2 separate regions of the Sus scrofa genome follow, and region 2 is linked to region 1. The links are chromatin contacts, called in public promoter capture Hi-C maps. All regions are on one chromosome and are shown on one strand. Each heading gives the region's core, a stretch centred on a gene start, on an enhancer-like site or on the middle of the called end of the contact. The rest is flanking DNA. Distances are from core to core; before and after follow the strand shown. Region 1 holds the start of CIZ1 (cip1-interacting zinc finger protein). Region 2 overlaps DNM1 (dynamin-1).

Region 1 (4,866 bases), core at 1,585-4,084:
ACTACACACGTATATTTCTCCTTTCTAAAACCAGGACATAATGTGTATGCAGTTTTGTAACCTGCTGAGTTGACTTCACATCATCAATGTGAATGTTCAAATATCCTTTGAGGGAGTTCTCTGATGGCCTAGCAGGTTGAGGCTCCTGCGTTCTCACTGCTGTGCAGTGTAGGTTCGATCCTTGGTGCAGGAATTCCCACATACTACCACACGGGAAAAAGAAAAAGAAACATCAATCAATCAAACAAAGAGACAAAAAAAACAAGAGAGAACCTGAAATAAACGTGGCAACCCTCATTTAAAACAAAATCCTGGGAGTTCCATGGCGCAGTGGAAACGAATCCGACTGGGAATCATGAGGTTGCAGGTTCGATCCCTGGCCTCGCTCAGTGGGTTAAGGTTCTGGCGTTGGGTTGCCATGAGTTGTGGTGTAGGTCGCAGATGCAGCTTGGATCTGGTGTTGCTGTGGCTCTGGCACAGAACAGCAGCTGTAACTCTGATTAGACCCTTAGCCAGGGATCTCCATATGCTGTGGGTGCAGCCCTCAAAAGATGAAAGACAACGACAACAATAACAACAGAATCCTAAAAGACAAAAAAAATTAAATAAAAATAACAGCAAATCCTTTGGAGTTCCGGTTGTGGCACAGTGGTTAACGAATCTGACTAGGAACCATGAGGTTGCAGGTTCGATCCCTGGCCTTGCTCAGTGGGTTAAGGATCTGGCGTTGCCGTGAGCTGTGGTGTAGGTCGCAGACACAGCTCAGATCCCGCGTTGCTGTGGCTCTGGTGTAGGTTGGCAGCTACAGCTCCAATTAGACCCCTAGCCTGGGAACCTCCATATGCCGCAGAAGTGGCCCTAGAAAAGGCAAAATAATAATAATAATAATAAACAAAATCCTTTGAGGAGTCCCCATTGTGGCTCAGTGGAAACAAATCTGACTAGCATCCATGAGGACGCAGGTTCGATCCCTGCCTTGCTCAGTAGGTTAAGGATCCGGCGTTGCTGAGGCTGTAGTGTAGACCGCTGGCTACAGCTTCGTTTCAACCTCTAGCCTGGGAACCTCCATATCCCGCAGGTGTGGCCTTAAAAACACAAAAATAAAAATTAAAAATATGAAAAAATCCTTTGAAATAATTCCTGAAGGCTGTGTGCCTTAGGAGGCGGACACCAATGCTTTATTTAGCTGTTCCCCAAAGTTGATTATTTTCCAGACAGCTATGATAAATCATGTTTCTGTGAGTGACTTGCTGGGTTTTGAAAAGACTTCTTTCTGATTATTTTCTTGGGCTAGATTCCTATAAGTGGGGTGACCAGATCAAGGGGCAAGGTGTTCAAGGCGTTCAAGAGTCTTGATGGAGAATTTGCAGAATGCTTTCTGGAAAGGTGAACCAACACAGGAATCCAGTGCTGGCTTCTCTACCTTTACCACCACGAACATTATTTTTAGCTTTTTGTACTTTGGCAATTTGCTAAGCTCGCCCTGTGCCAGGTGCCAGTGCTAAACGTTATGTAATAGCATCCTCACACATACAACTCTTCCCCCGGGAGGGGGTACTCATTTTACAGACGAAGAAAGGCTCAGGTCCGCCAGGGGCGCCTAGCCACAAGGCAGCGGGACCCCAATTCAATCCCGGACCCCTCCGAGGTCCCAGATAGATCTATCTGTTTGGAAGCCTGGGCGATCTTGACTTGACCCCACCCCTTCTTCCTTGGTTCTCACTGGAGCCGAGCGTTCTAATCTGGGTGGATACGATGCTGTCACACTCTCTTCTCTAGCGCTCCCTGCCCTCCATAGATAAAACCCAACTCTTCAGGCCCGTGTTCAAAGCCTGGTTGCCCTTCCGCCCAAGGCGCGAAGTCCCCTGAGTCTAGCCGCGCCCAGCCCTCCCGCCTAAGTCCAAGCAGAGTTAGGCACCTCTGTGCGGCCGCCCGGGGCGGCGGTAGAGCGGGTCCCGAGCTTTAGGGAAGCACTGGTCACATGACTGCAGTGATTGGTTGACACTCGGGTCTCCTTGGGTGGACCTCAGGTCTGCGCATCCCTAGCGCCACCATGCGCCGTGCGGCATGTGGTCTGCGCCTAAAGCAAAGTGAGCGCATTGCCTGGGGCTGTTAAGAGTTGAGGACGGCTTTGAGTAACTGCAAAGGGGAGAGAGATTGCTATTTAGTAACGCAGCTCGGTGACTCGAAGTGGGGGCCATTGGGAAGGGCGCCGGGGCGCAGGACGGAGTCGTAATTAAAGGGTCTTTGCTGGCAGCACCATTCGGGGGCAGGATGCGCGCCGGGTTTTGTTGTGGTTGTTTTAACCATTGAACTCAGCCCTCCTCACCCGCCCCCGAGTCAAATCCTAGGGGGAAAAAACAGTAACTTTCAAACCCACCTCCCATACCTTTTAGGGCAAATTCTTCTGCCCCGCTATGCCGATCGCCTTCTCGCCCGGTCTCAGTCCCCTAATGTACAGCTGCACGCCCCTCCCATCCCAGCCCCGCGCGGGGCCCTTGATCGCGGGACAGTGGCACCCGCGGGGAGGTCGGTTGGAGACGGTCCCCGCCAGACGACAGATCACTCTGGGTGGCGACGGATGGACTTTGGGCTCAGAGCAGCCCCTTCACGATGCGGAGAACGAGGGACGGAGGGTCTGCTCTGCTCAGGACCGCCTCGCAGCCCGGAACTAAGCCCTCCACTACCCAGCCGCTGGGTGAGCAGGCACCGCCCCTGCCGCGTTGCGGGTGCGCTGGGCAGGATCTCGCGACGCGGCGGGCGCCACCCGGACCTCCCGGCCTCCAGAGGGCGCTGCCTGGGCCCGGCCTGCAGACCGCCTTCGGAAGCGCCAGGCCCCGGCGGAGCTGCGGGGAGCCGGGGATCCGCGAGCCGGAGCCTCCCGGCCTGTCCGGCCTGCCCTGCCGCTGGGGCCTACGCGACCGCGGCGAGAGTGCGGGGAGGAGGCCGTGCGATTCCCGCCCTGGGAGGCGAGGGGCGCGGGCCGGGCACCGCTGGGGGGACGGCCGAAGACTTAGGGGCCCCTTGAACGGAGGCTGCGGGCTTCGCGGGCAGGTGGGGATACCGGATTTGAAGTGTAATGCTGGCTCGATCTGTAAAGGAAGGGGTTAGTGGAATGGGGGTGGGGAGTAGAGTGGAGGGAAGCCTGTCCTACTTCGTTCTTGGATGAAAGTGAAAGGTAGCGGCGGGGGTGGGGGCGGGGGCTGATGTTATTGACATAAAATGTGCGCTTGGGACGGGGTGGGCGTATCAAAGGGGTGTGAGTGGAGAGGGGCTGGCATCGGTACGCGATTGGCGCGGAGAATGGCCGAAGGGTGGGGTGGGAGGTGTATTTGTGTCGGACGCTCCTCCAGGAAGGACCGAGCGGGAGAGTTGGCGAGATAGGGGGCGGGGTCGGACGTTTGAAAGGGGGACTGTTGGAAAGATTTGGGGGAAATTGGCAGGAGGCGGGGGGGCGAACCCTTCTGCTGGTGGAATTGGAGGGGTTTTGAAAGGATGGGCCGCAAGTGTGGCCAGCTCTGGGCAGGACCGGGACAGTAGCTGTGAAACTCAGCCGCGGTATTTGAGCGCCGCGGGCTGGGAGTGGGTGACGGAGATCCGGCCTGACTCCCCCCGCCTTCCCTCAGCCACCATGTTCAACCAGCAGCAGCAGCAGCAGCTCCAGCAGTTCCAGCAGCAGCAGCAGCAGCTTCAGCAGCAACAGCTTCAGCAGCAGCAGCTACAACAGCAGCAGTTGCTGCAGCTCCAGCAGCTGCTCCAGCAGTCCCCTCCGCAGGCTCCTCTGCCCATGGCCGTCAGCCGGTGAGCTCCCACTGGAGGGGTGGGTGGCTTTAGCCCAGCCCCTCAGATGCATGCCTTGGTGCGTCCCCTCCCCCAAGACATTTCTCCCCGGAGCATCCCTGTCTGAGTCCTGGAGGCCCCTACTCCCCACCCCAAGGGGATCCTCTGTCTGCTGTAGAGGCAGGCAGAGAATGGAGGAGAGGGATCTCAGGGAGGAGGGAGGATCTGACTCTCCCAGTAACCGTCTGACTCCTGCTCTCAACACCCAGGGGGCTCCCCCAGCAGCAACCACAGCAGCAGCTCCTGAATCTCCAGGGCACCAGCTCCGCCTCCCTCCTCAACGGCTCTGTGCTGCAGAGAGCTTTGCTTCTGCAGCAGTTGCAAGGTACGGCCGCCGGCCCTGTCTCTCTCCATCCTAAGGGTAGCTCCTCAACAGCATTCAATGTCAAGTCCACACGGCAACCCTGAGAGGGAGCTACTGTCAGGGTCCTAGTGATGAGGACACTGAGGCTCTAGGAGGTGGAAGTCCCTCAGTTGCTCAGCTGAATGCAGGTCTGTCTGATCACGGCAGTGTGCCCTTGGCCATGGTGCCAGCTCCGTGGGCGCTACTCAGCACACTTTGCTGACATGCACATTAGAAGATGATGGGTGGAAAGGTCTATTTTGACCACCCTCCTTCGCATCTTGTTTGGCAGATGAGGAAGCTGAGGTTCAGAGAAGGAAAGTCATTTGCCCTGGGTCACACAGCATCAGCAGTGGTTGAGCTAGATGGAGGCTTGGGCCTCCTGACTGCCTGGATCACTGAATGGATGGATGTCTCTAGCCCTCTGCATTAAGCCTGAGCCCTTACCCGAGTTTTCCCCTGTGGAGAGCTGTCTTTCTGGCCTTCCTTCCAAGATGTGACTCCTAATACTTCAGCCACTGTGGGGGTAATCCCAGGGCCAGCTTGTCTTCAGACCCAGCCCCTCCCGCAGGGTAGCTGTGGCTGGCTGGGTGGTCCCCTCGGGACTGGGCACTGTGCCAAGGCCCTTACAGACTCAGTCCCTTGACTTTGCTGACAATACTTAGGGGAGATGCACTCATGAT
Region 2 (4,866 bases), core at 1,582-4,081, 61 kb before region 1:
GCCCAGGTCAGGGACTTGGAGTGCTGGGCCGCGAGGCAGGGAGGCCTGCACTCCATGTTGCTCACTCTCTTTCCTGGCCTCGTAGGGGCGCCTGGAAGCTGCCAACCAGCATAACCAGCAGCTACAGGCCCAGCTGACCCTCATGGCTGTGCCTGGGGAAGGCAAGTGGCATGGCCCGGGGAGGGGGTGGGGGGCGTGGAAGCAGCCGAGAACTGAGTTAGAGGAGGCCTTTACAACAACGGATCCTTTCCCTCTGGCGACGGCTGGCCCAGGGCTGCACTGAGAGGTGGGAGGCAGAGCTGGGCCCCGAGCTTTCCTCCCGGCCTGCTCCATCTCTCTGGCCGGATTGTCTGAGGACCCTCTGGCTGCCCCCCTCCAGGAACTGAGCTGGACATTGAGGACGAGGACAAGGCCGGGGAAGCTCCCCGGCCAAAGCTGAGTGTGCCAGAGGAGCTGGATAGCCGAGAGGCCGTGGTGAGCTGAGCTCCCCTTCCTTGCCCATCTCACCCCCGCTTTCGTCTTGTACCTGCTCTTCTTCGTTTCCCTCCCTCTGACTCCTCTGGACCCCGAACTCCCTTGGGAGCCACTGTCATAGTCTCCCTGCTGGTCCTGAGTGCCCCTCCCAACGCACGGAGTTCCCTGGTGGCCTAGTGGTTAAGTATCCGACCTTGTCACTGTCTGGCGAGGCTTACATCCCTGGCCCAGGAACTTCTATGTGCCATGAGCATGGCCCCCCCAAAAAAACACATGCACACCTTTTGCCTGCAGGTGGAATTTTTTAACTCGGCCTTAGCCAGTGCCGAGGAAGAGCAGGCACGACTCCGAAGGGAGCTGAAGGAGCAGAAGCTTCGCTGCCAGCGCCTGGCTCACCTGGTAGCTCCAGCCCAAGATGGGGTGGAGAAGGAGGCCCCAGCCCCCGGGACCGAGGGGGACAGTGTGTCAGCCCCCGGGACCGGGGGGGACAGTGTGCCTGTGGAGACCCACCAGGCCCTCCAGGTGGCCATGGACAAGCTGCAGGTGAGCAAGTCGCCCCCACCGGGGGCCGGGAGGGGAGGAGCCTGCGGGCAGGTCGCTGCTGAGCCCCAACCCTACCATTCTGGCCACAGGGCCGCTTTACTGAACTCATGCAAGAGAAAGTGGATCTGAAGGAGCGGGTAGAGGAACTGGAACATCGCTGCATCCAGCTGTCCGGAGAGACAGACACTATCGGTGAGCCGGGAGCCCGGGGCCCGGGGTGGCGGTGGGGGTCGGGGGAGCCGTGCTGGACCATCCGAGCCCTGCCGCCCGCCCGCTCCCTGCAGGAGAGTACATTGCTCTCTATCAGAGCCAGAGGGCGGTGCTGAAGGAGCGGCACCGCGAGAAGGAGGAGTACATTAGCCGGCTGGCTCAGGACAAAGAGGAAATGAAGGTAGGGGTCCCGACCATCTCTGCAGAGGGGCGGGCAGGGCCAGGGCCAGGGCCAGGGCCGGGGTGGGGTTGCTGAGCGCCTGTCCCTCCAGGTGAAGCTGCTGGAGCTCCAGGAGCTGGTGTTACACCTGGTGGGCGAGCGCAATGAATGGCAAGGCAAATTCCTGGCTGCCCAGAACCCTGCTGGGGAGCCCACCGTGGCGCCCCCAGCCCCCCAGGAGCTTGGCGCTGCTGAGAACCAGGGTGGTGAGTAGCAGCCTCGGGGAGGGCGGGTGGCCGGGCGGGCCAGGGAGAGCTGGCACACCACTCCCCAGCCTGCCCCTCCCTCTCCCAAGGTCTCCTGGAGGTGAGCCTCTCGGACAATGTGGAGCCCACCCAAGGGGAGGCCCTGCTGGGCCAGACCCTCACCGAGAACCCCACCGCGCAGCAGATCATGCAGCTGCTGCGCGAGATCCAGAACCCCCAGGAGCGCCTGGGCTTGGGCAGCAACCCCTGCATCCCCTTTTTCTACCGGGCTGACGACAACGACGAGGTGAAGATCATGGTGGTCTAAGTGCCTGAGGCTGGCAGGCAAAGACCGGAGAACTGGGGCCGGGGGCTCTGCCCCCACCCGTCCCCGCCACCCTGTCCCTCCTCCCTGCCCTCCTTCCCAGTCACGTCGTCATCCTAGACTAGCAAGCTAATGCCCCTGGAAAGGGGAACAAGCCCCCCCCTCTAATGGGGGGAGACACATAGGTGCAGACCCCTGGCCGTCTTGGCCAGGGCTGTGTCTTGATCTCTGGACGATTAATAGTTCCAGAAAAACAAAGAGCCAGAGGCTCGGTAAAGACAGTTGATTTAGGAGGCTGCCCTTCTCGGGGAGCAGGGGCTCCCTGGTAGCCTCTTCACCCCCATCAAGCAGTCCTTCATTAAGAGGGGCTTATGCATCCTCTATTCAGAGGCACTTTGGGGCACAAGTGTCCCCCCCTGTCCAGCTAGACAACTGGGCAGCACTCTAATAGGCCTTGGGAAGTTGGGGCAAACCGAGGCCAGGCAAGGACATAAGCTGGTGGCGGAATGGGCTCCCTCCCCAGTGTTTATACTGTAACTGTGTAACATTTTGTATATTCTGGAGGTAGAGCAGCCCCCTGTATCACAGGGGAGGTCAGAGCTGGTAAATGGGGAGGAGTTTCCATTGAATATCTGGGGCTGGGGAAACTTATTTATTGATAACGTAGGATGGAGAGGAGGTGGAGGCGGGGACGGGTTTGTGCCCGGGTGAGTCGACTCCTGTTTCATTTCACTTTTTATTTCAGAATAAATGGATTTAGCCATACCGCCTGGCGCTTGCACGTGCCTTTCTTCCATCCCTGGGTCCTGGGGTCTGTGCTGTGAGCACGGAACAGGGAGCGGGGCCTGCCAGCAGAGGGCAGGCTTCTGGTTGTGCAGAGGCCCAGCGCGCCTGAGTCGGTCCAACGGGGCTGTTGGATCCTCCACGTTCTGTGCCCTCCGTGCGGCCTGGTGAAGCCAGAGGGCTGCTGAGGGGCGGTCAGGGGCAGGCCTGCCCTGGTGGCCGGGAGACTCTGAAGCCTGACCTAATCCCAGGCAGGGAAGGCGGCGTGCGCGGCGGGTGCGTGCTGGTCTCTGGTCCAGGTGTTTTCCACTGACCTTGCCCCTGGGGCGGCCCGTTGGACCCGTCCTTCCCCAGCGCCTGCCTGGCCGGCCCCCTGGCGCCTGGCGCAGGCTCACGGGCTGAGGAATCGGCTGACTCCAGGTGGTTTCCCAGTACGCCTGGCGAAGCATGGGGCTTTTTCCCGCCACCTCTTACAGCACCCTGGCAAGCGCCGGGCCCTTCCCCCACCCCTCACCCAGTGTTTAAACCTTTGCCTCCCCGGGAGCGCCACAGAGAACACAAGCCAGCAGAGGACACAGTGTTCCCCATTGTCCAGAAATGGGTTTTATTCTCAGCCAGGAGACAGCAAGACTGGTAGCGGTCAGAGAACCACGCAGCTGCCAGTACAGCACCCCCACGCTCGAGGTGGGGAAGGAGGGGACGGGGGCAGAGGGGCTGGCTGTCCGCAGGCCAGGCGTTGACAGGGCGGCTCATCAGAGGTGGCACGCTTTGGAGGGGATGCCAGGATGACAGTGCTCCCTTGCAGTCAGGCCACAAGACTCCTCAAGGGCAGCGTGGTGATTGATCCCAACACTAGAGGCGAGGCTGTGTGTGTGTGTGTGTGTGTGTGTGTGTGTGTGTGTGTGTTTGTACACGAGTATTTATAGATATTTGTAGAACGGGGCAGGAGCAACACCACAGAGGGGCACAAGTTTCACCAACATCGCGCCTGGATGTGTCAGCTCACCACTACAACAGACTAAGTCACAGATGAAGGGGGTGGCTTTGGGGCTGGGTAGCCACTGTCAAGTCACAGAATAGCCGTCCAGGCAGGCTTGGGAAGGGAGGTCTCCGAGGACTGGGAGGGATCTGGCTAGAGGTCGAAGGGGGGCCTGGGGCTCTCAGGACGGGATGGACTTGCCTGACCCGATCGGCTGGCAGTTGGCGAGAAAGCAAAGAGAGAAGGAGAGAAAGAGGGGAGGGGGGAGAGCTGGTAAGGCAAGGGCCTTCGAGCCCGGCGGTGGGGGGAGGGCGGGCGGGGCAGAAGACACGGGGAAGGGTGTGGGCCAGCTTCTGGAATAGAGGAGAGAGACGAGAAAGGGAAGGTGGAAGGAGCGGGAGATGGGCGGGGGGGCCAGAGCTCCACGGGGCTCTGGAGTAAAGGCTGGGACAGCGCCCCCCGCCACACACACTGGTCTCTCACACACCACCAGGCAGTGCACCCACAGCTCCAGACACGTGCTCGGCCCCCTCTGGCTTCCCTCTTCTCTGGCCCTCCTGTCTTTGAACCCACTGGCCTAGGGCCACCCCTAGCCCTGGGGAAACATGGGGCCATGAGCCCCATGTGACAGCCACCAGGCCTGATGGAGAAAGACAAGACAAAGAACACTGTTTGAACCAGGAGGGCAAAGCTACAAAGACTGGCTGGAGGGAGCGCTCGAGGCCCCTCTGGGTGGGCAGAAAGCCCAGGAGTCCTCTGACGGGACCCTGGGGAGGGAGGAAGGGCAGGTGGCGGGATGCCAGCGGCCACAGGCTTATAAGTCTAAGAGGGGAGCCTCAGGTGGCCGGGGGACTGCAGGTCGCGTAGGTGAGGCTGGGCCCTTCCTGCTGGGGAAAAGCAGAAGAGCAAGAGTCAGCGCGGGTGCATTGGCAGGTGGGTTCGCTGGGCGTTTGGGGGCCCAGCTGGGGCGGAACTCAGAGAAGCTGACTTGCCCAGGTCGGCAGACACTGTCACTCCTTGGCTGAAAAGTGTCGGTCACCCCTAAGAGCATCAGGCCCAGGTCCATGAGCCTGGGGACTGGCTACAGTGCTTCACCAGGGGGCGAGGACGTTGCCTTCTGTCGTGCACTAGCCTATGTGACAACACC

What was found. Promoter capture Hi-C pulls out the DNA fragments that hold promoters and counts their contacts.
Region 2: a promoter capture Hi-C map of liver shows a contact between it and region 1, with 4 times the contacts expected there. The contact joins the enhancer-like site here to the promoter of CIZ1 in region 1. A contact is called at or near these places in 2 of 5 promoter capture datasets (fetal skeletal muscle and liver), 19 of 47 Hi-C or Micro-C datasets (alveolar macrophages, brain, embryonic fibroblasts and 10 more) and 1 of 2 datasets of contacts at active chromatin or transcription factors (skeletal muscle).

What each region holds. Positions count from the first base shown.
Region 1 is chr1:268,640,032-268,644,897 of Sscrofa11.1, reverse strand. It overlaps CIZ1 (cip1-interacting zinc finger protein), which reads left to right and starts at 2,834. Exons shown (of 19, transcript XM_013993898.2): 1 at 2,834-3,054; 2 at 3,627-3,801; 3 at 4,050-4,165. The coding sequence starts at 3,632.
Region 2 is chr1:268,700,681-268,705,546 of Sscrofa11.1, reverse strand. It overlaps DNM1 (dynamin-1), which reads right to left. Exons shown (of 23, transcript XM_005660471.3): 23 at 3,314-3,933. The coding sequence ends at 3,873. It overlaps GOLGA2 (golgin subfamily A member 2), which reads left to right. Exons shown (of 26, transcript XM_021069501.1): 19 at 1-6; 20 at 86-161; 21 at 380-474; 22 at 769-1,017; 23 at 1,107-1,209; 24 at 1,302-1,408; 25 at 1,500-1,653; 26 at 1,743-2,722. The coding sequence ends at 1,960. Among named protein-coding and RNA genes, the nearest start is that of MIR199B, 12 kb to the right of the region's middle. Within about 2 kb of position 2,831, at least 6 of the 83 cell types and tissues checked have an H3K27ac peak or open chromatin away from gene starts, as enhancers often do. A contact at or near this core is called in liver, where this site is marked.